Regions from separate parts of the Zea mays genome. Here region 2 is linked to region 1. A link is a contact called in public Hi-C data. All regions are on one chromosome and are shown on one strand. The core of a region is the stretch at or near the end of the contact, and the rest is flanking DNA. Distances in the headings are between cores, read along the strand shown. Region 1 has its middle 65 kb from the start of LOC100275567. Region 2 holds the start of LOC100273915.

Region 1 (5,362 bases), core at 902-3,401:
TGTCATTTGTATCAACCTAATTTCAAATCTTTACTAAACTTGATTTTGTAAGGATCCGGGGTCATGGGCCACAACACGCCACCACCGGTCATACCAGCACCAGGAGGAGCTTATGCAGGGGAGGGAGCTACTCCAGGAGAGATTAGTTTGAAAAACAATTTGTTTGAATAATGGTCATACATGTAACCAATGTCGTTGTTAATGTCTTCTTTTTTTAGAATCCAAACCCGTTACACGACTTCGTCAACGAGTTTTTCGCTTCTGGAGGTAGTGGACACAACTCCAATGACCCCGATATGTGATGGAGTTAGCTTTGTGCCGCATTGTGCGTTGTAATGGACTATTTGTGGACTTTATGTTTGTATGGACTATTCGTGGACTTTATGTTTGTATGGACTCAAATTTTATGTTGTGGACTCAAGTATGAATTTTCTGTTATTGTATGAATTTTCTATTATTGTATGAATTTTCTGTTATTTTTAGCATTTTTTTAAATTTTTTTGCTCTGAAATTGTTAATTTTCGGCGGCCTCCCTGGCTGCCGAAAATAATAAATACTATTTTCGGCACTTGTTATTTTCGGCGGCCGTCAGAGGGACCCTAAAGGGCCGCCGAAAATAAGCTGCTTTCGGCGGCTAGACCTTGGCCGCCGAAAATATGGCCTTATTTTTGGCTATTTTTTTTTCTGGCGGTCAGGAACCACCAAAAATAAGCCTAAAGCAGCCGAAAATAGCTTATTTTCGGCGGCAAAGGCCTTATTTTCAGTGGCTTCTGTCCGCCGAAAATGACTGTAGCTCTTGTAGTGCCACATGTTAGTGTTCTGTTGAAAGGGAAATGTGCCCTTGGGCAATTTCTATTATATTTTGGTGATTAAGTGCCCAACACATTTAAATAAGTTCTTATATGCTAAATGAAGAGAGAAGTGCAAATCGAAGAGAAGGTATGTTTCTAGACTTAGTACATAGTTTTAAGTACTAATATGTTTTATCTAAGTGCTAGAAACAGTGAGAAGAAAAGAATTGCAAATGACTTGGCTTGGTGCAGCCGAAGTCCTGCTCGGTCTGGCACACCGAACTGTCCGGTGGTGCACCAGACAGTGTCCGGTGAACATGCCACTCTTGGGAAAAATCGGCGGCGTATGGCTATAATTCACCGGACTGTCCGGTGGTGCACCGGACTGTCCGGTGAGCCAACGGTCGCCAGCGCAACGGTCGGCCGCGCAATCCACGGGCGACGTGTGGCCCACGCCAACGGTCGGTAGGGGGCACCGGACTGTCCGGTGTGCGCCATCTGGCCCGGAGATGCAACGGTCGTATGCGCTAGAATAGGAAGGAGATCGACACCGGACCGTCTACAGTGACTGTCCGGTGGCGCACCGGACTGTCCGGTGCACCACCCGACAGAAGGCAAGGATATCCTTCCTTGTTGGCCTCCAACGGCTCCTAGCTGCCTTAGGGCTATAAAAGGGACCCCTAGGCGCATGGAGGAGTCACCCAAGCTTACGAGAAACATTCTAAGACTCCAAGACTCCAACTTCGCGCATTTGATTCCTTGATATAGTGACTTGAGCTCCATTTGAGTTGTGAACTCCGAGAGTTGTGTTTTGAGCTCAAGTTGTGACTTGTGTGCGTGATTGTGCTGTGATTTGAGTCTTGTGTGTGTTGCTCTCCCCTCCCTTACTTTTGTGCTTCTTTTGTGATCATTATTGTAAGGGCGAGAGGCTCCAGGTTGTGGAGATTCCTCGCAAACGGGAGAAAAGACTAAGGAAGAAAGCCATGGTATTAAAGTTGATCATTGGATCACTTGAAAGGGGTTGAGTGCAACCCTCGTCCATTAGGACGCCACAACGTGGAAGTAGGCAAGTGTTACTTGGCTGAACCACAGGATAAAAATTGCGTGTCTCTTGTGTGCTTTCTCTTTGATTGTCTGTGTTCACAAGAGCTCGTTTCAAGCCACTTAGCCGTTCTAACTTTAATAACTAAGTTTTGTGGCTATTTGAGTTGAATTTTATTGGATCACCTATTCACCCCCTCTAGGTGCTCTCATCTGTGTGTGTTGGGTGGGTATTGAGGATGTCGCTAGGACCCCATAGGTCTGTCGATGTGTGAAGACAAGTGGTGTACGAGCGTGGCTGGAAGACTGGCTAGTGGGGCCCACATATCGGCGCGTGTCCTAGGTTGAGATGTGCGGACGAGCAAGGCTGGCATGGTGTGGGCTGGCTGGAGATGGGCTTCGCGGGTGCGGGGATCTAGGCCGGAAGGTGGAGAAGCTGGCCCAGGAAGGTAAGAGCTCCTTTTTATTTTCTATTTCTTATTTCTTTTCTAATTTCTATTCTTTCTGATTATGATAAAACTTGAATTACAAATTCAACATAATGCACACTCAAAATCTATCATGATGCAATATATATAGCATCACTTTTTCCTTTTTTGTACATGATGAAGTAACTTCGTGTGCATTTTTTGGGTGCGATGGTATTCATTAGTGGTTCGAAATCTTCGGTAATAATTGAACTTTCGCCAGTAATAATCGAGTATTTCTTCAGTAATAAACACACGATTTTCAGTTAAAAAAACAAGCTTTACCTTTTCTCTATAGTACTCAGGAAAAACTATCGGTAATAAACACACGTTTCTTGAGTAACAAGCCATACGTTCTTGCGGTAATAAACGTGTGATTTTGCAGTAAAAAACAAACTTGATGTTTTCTCTGTAGTGCCCTAAAAACTGTCGGTAATAAACGCACGTTTCTTGATTAAAAAACCGAATGTTCTTTTTGTAATAATTGATCGTTTCTTTGTAGTACCGAAAAAACCGTTAGTAATATCCAAACATTGCTTCAATAATAACCGAACATTTCGTAAATAATAATCCGAACAATTTCCCTTCTGTTTGGTAGTATAAATAAGTTCACAAAACCCACGCAAGGGAGAGAAATGTATGTGTTTTTTACATCCCATCACATTAGGAAGTTGTACTACATATGACACAAATAATATTGTTTTTAACGATTTAGGGCTGAGCTAGGCACGTCTTGAAATGGGAAGAGCGACGGAGGATCATACTTCTCTAGGGTAATAGGGAAATGCCTTTTTTGCTTTGTTCATGAAATGAAACAACATGGAGTAGAGGATACGTGCCCTGAGCAAGATGTTGTTGTACTTTTTCCTGCGAAAAAATAACATACAACATAACAATGGTTTGTCAAATCTAAAAATATTACTGAATGATATATATGTATCCAGTACAATATCTAGTTGTTACTTAGCAATATGTAGTTATTACTGTTCAATCTATAGTTAGTACTAACCAATCTATAGTTAGTATTGAACAATATGCATGTAGTTGGTACTGAAGTTCTAAAAATACTACTTACTAACATCAAGTTTATTAATGATCAACCATATATAACTGTACATCATGAAGTTATTATTGATTAGTATAAATTTATTATTGTACAACTATATCACTTACTGACCTTGGTTTGTTTGACTTACATCGTTGATCATAGTTTCAAAGTCCCGATCTGCTCTGTTGTAGAACTCCATGAATAACATGACAAAAAAGGCACAGTCCGATGACTCTCTTTGGTAAGGTGTTACAATAAAACGCATCCCCCACTGTGCTATGTCAGGGAACTTCACGTCTATGTACAGTCTATAGATCAGATAACCTTTGTTGAGCATTTAAGCAAAATCTAGCGTGGATAGATCTTTGTCTGACTCCTCTCATTTCTGAGGATCTAGAATGTCGATTTGCTTATGAACCATGTTGATGCAATATACCACCCAGTGTGCCCGATACACAATGGGGACAAACACCTAAAATGATTAAAAAAGGAAAAAAACGAAATAATAAAAGTAAACCACGTTTGCACATTAACAAGATAGAAAAGAAATATACGGTAAATCAAAACACCAATGATCGCACACACAACAAATCTCGCATCAAAAAAATATAAATCGAAGTAAACTAAAACTCACATATCGTAATTGTTCCTCTGTAGCCTTTGCGGCCGCTCTAGGGACCGCACTTGACGAAGCAGACCTTGGGTCCCTACCACTATCAACAACCGAGCAAAATCTCGCCCATGGATCCACCACAACATCGACAACCGCCTTGGTGGGCTCACTGCGTGGTTTGGCCACAAGGTTCATCCCCTCGTCTGCACAAACAAAAAAAAAAAAACCAGTGGAGCGCGAAGTCAAAGGCAAAGCATGCAAAAAATAATGTGCACGAGTATGAAGCAAAAAAATTACCAGCACCAGCCAGTCCAAGCGTCAGGGGCTCGTCGCTAAGCAAGCTCTCTGTGAAGTAGACATAAATCGACACAGCGTTCGCCCCGCGGGAGATGCCACCCCGATTTCGACATCCTATAGCGCATGTTTTGCCACCCCTCCTTCAGCAGGCACCGGTGTGGGTAGAGGCTACCGCACTTCAGCCCTGGCCGTCTCTGCCTTAGTGGCCTCTGCCATGCCGCCCTTTGACCCCACCGCCTTCATGGCCTGGGTCTTCGTTGACCTTCACTGGTCCACGATGCGAATAACTTCTTTTTGCTTCTTGGATTTTGAGCTCAGGTCCTAATCCATGAGCACTTACAAAATATCTCCAATGTTACAACCATAGGGAAAAATATTGAGAGATTTAGCTAACCTATTCAGTTTGAAGTCCTCGCCAGCAGCATCAGGAATATATATTCCCCCAGGTAACTGTGGCCGACCTCGCATGAGCTGCCATTAGAGACTTAGGTGAAGTAGCTTCACCCGTTGTCTCTGCCAGTTCCTCAGCAAAATCAGTCACCACAACACCCAAACCAGCAAAGTCCTCAAGACACAACCTCTGCTTCATCTGGAGAGTTTGATCCCTTCGTTTTTTCTCCATACCACCCCAGTAGATAGCGCTTTCCATTTCAACTCACCCCTATCATCGCCACATTCCGCAACTTCCTTACCCTTCAGAGGATGAAAACGGTCGGAAACGGTATTTATTCGGTAATCAGTTTTTCCTTTGATTGCGAACAAATAGGATATAAAATATACAATATAAATTTGTATTCTTATTTTTAACATCCAGCTTGTTAAGATTCATAAAAGGTAAACCTCAAATTCATCCTACACTTTCTCAAATAATAGATATAAACTTCGGTATGGATTCGGAAACAAAATCGGTAATTTTTTCAACTTTTTATGTTGTAGGGAGCAAATAATACATAAAACAACTTATATAATATTTTATTCATATTTATACTAATGTGCTTGATAACATAAAAAAGATCAACATCAAATTTTATACATATCTATTTTAAAATATTAAATTTGTTCTAACAGTTCGGATTACCACTTTCATCCCTACTTCACAGTAACA
Region 2 (5,362 bases), core at 2,117-4,616, 260 kb before region 1:
AAAATAACTCTTACTATCAAAATTTGGTCTCTTGTGGGGAGAATGTTTGAGTATGGGAAAAAGGGGGAGTTTTTGGCTCTTAATCATTCTTACTCTTGGATTATCTCTTTTTGTGTCTAAACATGTGTGTTTAACTTAGAGATAGGAAAATGAATTTGATTTGCAAAAACAAACCAAGTGGTGGCGAAGAACGATCCAAATATGTCAAATCGTGTCAAAAACTATTTCTGTTCTCAATTGCATTGATGTTGCACTTCAATTTGTTGCTTTTTGATGTGTTGGCATAAATCACCAAAAAGGGGGAGATTGAAAGGGAAATGTGCCCTTAGGCCATTTCTAGTATATTTTGGTGATTAAGTGCCCAACACATATTGAGTGAGTAATTATATGCCAAATGATGGATGAAGTGCAAATCAACAAGAAGGTATGGTTCTAGACTTAGTACATTGGTTTTTATGTACTAATATATTTGTCTAAGTGCTAGAATCAGGAAAAGAAAAGGATTGGAAAAGAGTTGGCTGTGTACAGCCAACTGCTACTCAGTCTGGGTGCACCAGACTGTCCGGTGGTGCACCGGATAGTGTCCGGTGCACCAGGCCAGCTCCGGCGAACTGGCCACTCTCGGGAAATCTTCAGCGGCGTACGACTATTCACCGGACTGTCCGGTGGTGCACCGGACTGTCCGGTGAGCCAACGTCCTCCAGCGCAATGGTCGGTCGCGCAATCCGCGCATGACGCGTGGCCCCAGCCAACGGTCGGCTGGGGGCACCGGACTATCCGGTGTGCATCGGACAGTGTCCGGTGCACCAACCAGCCCGAAGATCCAACGGTCGGCTGTGCCAGGAATGGAAGGAGATCCGCACCGGACATGCTATAGTGACTGTCCGGTGGTGCACCGGACTATCCGGTGGTGCACCGGACTGTCCGTTGTGCCACCCGACAAAAGGCAAGAATTGCCTTCCTTGTTGGGTTCCAACGGCTCCTAGCAGACTTGGGGCTATAAAAGAGACCCCTAGGCGCATGGAGGAGTCACCCAAGCATACTTTGAGCATTCTAAATCTTCCACACTCCGTCTCCGCGCACTTGATTGAGTTTCTTAGTGATTTGAGCTCCGTTCTAGTGGTGAACTTGTTGCGATTCATTCGAGCTCAAGTCTTGGCTGTGTGTGTGCGTATTGCTGCGGATTTGTGTGTGTTGCTTCCCTCCCTTACTCTAGTGCTTTCACTTTGATCTTTGTTGTGAGGGCGAGAGACTCCAAGTTGTGGAGATTCCTCGCAAACAGGAAAGAGTTAAAGAAAGAAAAACACCGTGGTATTCAAGTCGATCATTGGATCACTTGAAAGGGGTTGAGTGCAACCCTCGTCCATTGGGATGTCACAACGTGGAGTAGGCAAGTGTTATACTTGGCCGAACCACGAGATAAATCATCGTGTCTCTTGTGCTTGTTTTTGACCATTGTGTTTCACAAGAGCTCGGTCCTTAGCCACTTAATTCCATTGTGCTAACACTTAACCAAGTTTTGTGGCTATAAGTTTAAGTTTTTACAGGATCACCTATTCACCTCCCTCTAGGTGCTCTCATCCCTCCACTAATCACCGACGACTTCGTACCACCAGCAACAACAATGTTAGCATCATCAGCACCATCATCTCCCTCTACATTCAAAAGGTACATACTACTTATTCTAATGTTGTTGCTAATGATATTTAAACAACTACTATGTGAGTAATCCTCATACTACTATTTATGTTTATGATGTTTAATTTAACTAGAATATGAGCAATGATCCTTCTAGTACATGTGATTGTCATGGTTTATATTCTGTTTTACTTTAAAAATAGCCTACTTTTATGATTATTAATAATCACTCGAGCTTCATAGAGTGGCCACAATAGTTGAGGTGATTGGCTTTATGATGGTTGGTGTCAAGGCTAGGTAGTAGGATAACACATGCAACACAATTGGCCATGGGAGTCGAGTACTGCAATTTGTCATGGTGCCATAGTGACTTATGGGAGCCGCTAAATTAAAGATGAATAAAAGTGGATAGAGTAGGGAACTGGATCTCATAGTGAATGAGCAAGATGTGTATAAGACAAGGTATCATAGATAAAAAAAACTTTATTTTGGAAATACTTCTTGTGGGGTGTTCGTTAGTCCTGGCGCTCTTTACCATGCCTACGGATTGGACCAACAAACATGCTCCCCAACTAGATGCTAAAAATAATTGGTCATAACAGTCATCACACTCTCCATCTGCCCATTATAGTCTTCCCTAGCGTGGGGGTCGCTTACCATAGGCACGTACCCACCCAACTGTCGTGCCCTTCTTCAACATCTGCCAGCCATCACACCTGTCCATCTTCTTTGTCATCGCCGTGCAGCGCCCCCACCTCTCTGTCTATGCAGCATCACCTAGCTCCACATCTGTGCCATGACTAGGCACCATCGCGACCATGTCGCCTTAGCGTTCTCCATGACATCTGGGCTCCTGCTGGCCATCCCACCTATTCTTCTTGTCGTTCGCCGCACCGCCCCACCTTGCCATCTGTGTGTAGCCACCCAACTCTATGTTTCTAGCAAGGTCCATGTCACGAGCAACTCTATAACAACCACACGCCACCGAAACACCATTCACTCAAGCAACAAGGAGATATTGTTAAAAGCACATATTGCAAATGTATGTTTCATGTGTTTTAGATGTATGTTGCAAGTGTCTCATATGAATGTTGTAAAAGTATATCTAGATGGTGCATATATTTGTAATGAATATAAATATATTTTAAAATATATGTTCTAAATGTTTCATTTGTATTAGACATGTGTTGCAAGTGTTTTATCTGAGTATTGCAAAATTATATGCGAATGTTGTATTTATTGTAACGTTATACATGTATGTTGCAAGTATATGTTCTAAATATTTTGTGACGTTTTTTGGCAAAAGAGAGAGAAACAAAAAAAAACAGCAGCAAGTTGAAGACCTATATGGACTGTGAGGCGACCCATCTCAATTTGGTGAGCGAAAGTATAAGAAATCGAGTGCTCATGGGCATGAAATATCCAAGTCTTTTTAAGTGTTTACTAAAAGCAAGACCATAGAAATATCAGACATTATTGCGTCTTTAAAATATCTATACCTAATACTACTACATCAGAGCCCGCGCAAATAATAATATTGTACACATTAAAACAAATTCGTTACATCACGTTGACACTGACAAAGTGAGCAACACAAGAACTACCCCATCATTTCTTCAACAGAGACCATATCACATTAGCCACTAGAAAACCGCAAAACCTTTGCCTACTCAACGCTCATGGCCATTTCTTTACTCCACCCTAGTAGCAGCCCACCGGAGACCAGACAGCGAGGCTCTCCTCGCGCCTTCCGCGTTTCCGTTCCGCTCCAAAACCTGGTGGCCTTGGGCTGGCCGCGCCCGCGACATATGCCTCCTACTGGCGAACCCCATCCACACGACACGACACTGCTCAGCCGCCGGCCTGGGTTGACTTGACTCAGGCGGGGACACGCACACGTTCGTTCTTACGTGCTTCCGCCGGCGCGGGTTGGCGTGGCAGTCGGGCTCGGCCCTCAGATCCTCCAAAGATTGGATTTTGGAGGAGTGCGCTGTTGTGTTGGTGGCGGAGCTTCCTGGCGTTGACTCCGACCTTGCTGTTCCTAGCAGCTCCCACCCAAGAGGCATCGCGGCGACCGGATCGGTCGATGTGTCGCCGGTAGATTGGCCGGCGTCAGCGGAGGGTGGAGATGGGGAACTGCATGGACAAAGCGGTGCCGGTGGACAACACCTCCTGTGAGTGCATGAGCCTCTTCTCGCTCGATTTCTAAGCAACTGCTCCTATTGCTTTGCTGCTCTGTGCTCGTCTCTTCTGATTCCTCAGGCCTTGTTCGGTTTTCATGGATTGTAGGCCTGGAACGAATCCTAGCCTTATTGTTTCTCTAATTTGTATAAATTTTGATAAGCTATAACGAATCCTGGTCCATTCCTGGTCAAACGAACGATCCTCAGTCAGATCCAGCCTAATGGCTGTCTGCTCCGAGGAGGCTGGACAGGGCGCTCCAGCGTTGATCGGTGGACCTTCCATATGCGCGCCTTTTCCTTCACCATGATTCATTATTGTGTTGCTACTGCTGCTAGCCTTTTGCTGCCTACTCTATTTTTGTGTATGCTTGTCTATGTGCCATCGCTTTCTTCTTTTCCCTATTTATTTACTGTGGAGTGTCAGTATTTCTTTCATAGAAGAGGAAATGGATATTTTCGTTTTGTAAATTGAAGGAGTTATCATTTTCCATTTTCCAGTTCGGAATTGATTACCCACTTATAGGCAGAGAGTGTCAAATTGGTATTATGATACGCCCAGCCATAATGTTGTTTGAATCATAGAATTTGGTCCCAACTCATGGAGTGGCCTTGGCAGCAAGTGTCTCGTTACATTATCTAAAAAAGAGCAGCACCCTTGCTTTATCTTGATGGATTGGAAGGTGGAACTTACCAGTAATGCCCATCGTGTATTGCTACTTGCCGATTTTGTAGATTGTAGTTCTATTAGCGTTGCCACTTCGTCTTCACATTTGTCTCTTTTTTTTCCAGAAGTGTAGGAACTTGGCTGTTAATTAATCTGTAATTTGGTTCTTCCTGTGATACAATAAGTGTCCTTTGGGAGGCAGTGTCTGGTTAGATTAGTTAATAAGCTCAGCCCCAGAGCTCCAATCTTTTGGAATTATCATGGTTTTTCTGAGACAACAGGAACTTTATTCCCTGAACGTTTACGTGTTTGCACAGTTAGAGTGTTTCACTTTGGCTGGTCGATGTTAGGAGTATAGTTATAGCTGTTGCATCTTGCTGATTTTCTAATTTATACTGTACGTCTGTTACCATGACCAGACTTATGTCTTGAACCACATTATCAGCAAAAGTGAAGGATTTCGATCATTAATTAAACTAGCCACAAGCAACTTACTTTATGCATGATTTTTTGCTATGTGGTTTACACAGTGTGTTTTGGTGGTTATTGTTGACATGTCAGATCAATCGAAAGCAGGGAGCAAATCAATTTCATCGTCCAACCCTTCGACGGTCAAGACTGGTTCGACTCGGTCGACATGGACTGTAGCCTCATACAAAGATAGTCGAGAGCTTCCTACTCCTAGGACAGAAGGGGAAATCTTGTCATCACCAAATTTGAAGGCATTCTCGTTTGGTGATCTCAGAACTGCGTCGAGGAACTTCAGATCAGACAGTCTTCTTGGGGAAGGAGGATTTGGCTATGTGTTCAAAGGCTGGATTGATGAGCAAACTCTTGCCCCTTCAAAGCCAGGAAGCGGTATGGTTGTTGCCATCAA

Evidence for each region. A called contact is a pair of places that touch in the nucleus more often than the background predicts.
Region 2: a contact with region 1 is called in a Hi-C map of ear, with 1.7 times the contacts expected there. The contact joins the promoter of LOC100273915 here to the enhancer-like site in region 1. A contact is called at or near these places in 2 of 25 Hi-C or Micro-C datasets (ear and tassel).

The regions. Positions count from the first base shown.
Region 1 is chr1:248,454,195-248,459,556 of Zm-B73-REFERENCE-NAM-5.0, reverse strand. No RefSeq gene overlaps it. Among protein-coding and RNA genes, the nearest start is that of LOC100275567, 65 kb to the right of the region's middle. Within about 2 kb of position 2,151, at least 17 of the 20 cell types and tissues checked have an H3K27ac peak or open chromatin away from gene starts, as enhancers often do. A contact at or near this core is called in ear and tassel, where this site is marked.
Region 2 is chr1:248,713,911-248,719,272 of Zm-B73-REFERENCE-NAM-5.0, reverse strand. LOC100273915 reads left to right here and starts at 3,366. Exons shown (of 6, transcript NM_001196768.1): 1 at 3,366-3,812; 2 at 5,047-5,362. The coding sequence starts at 3,767.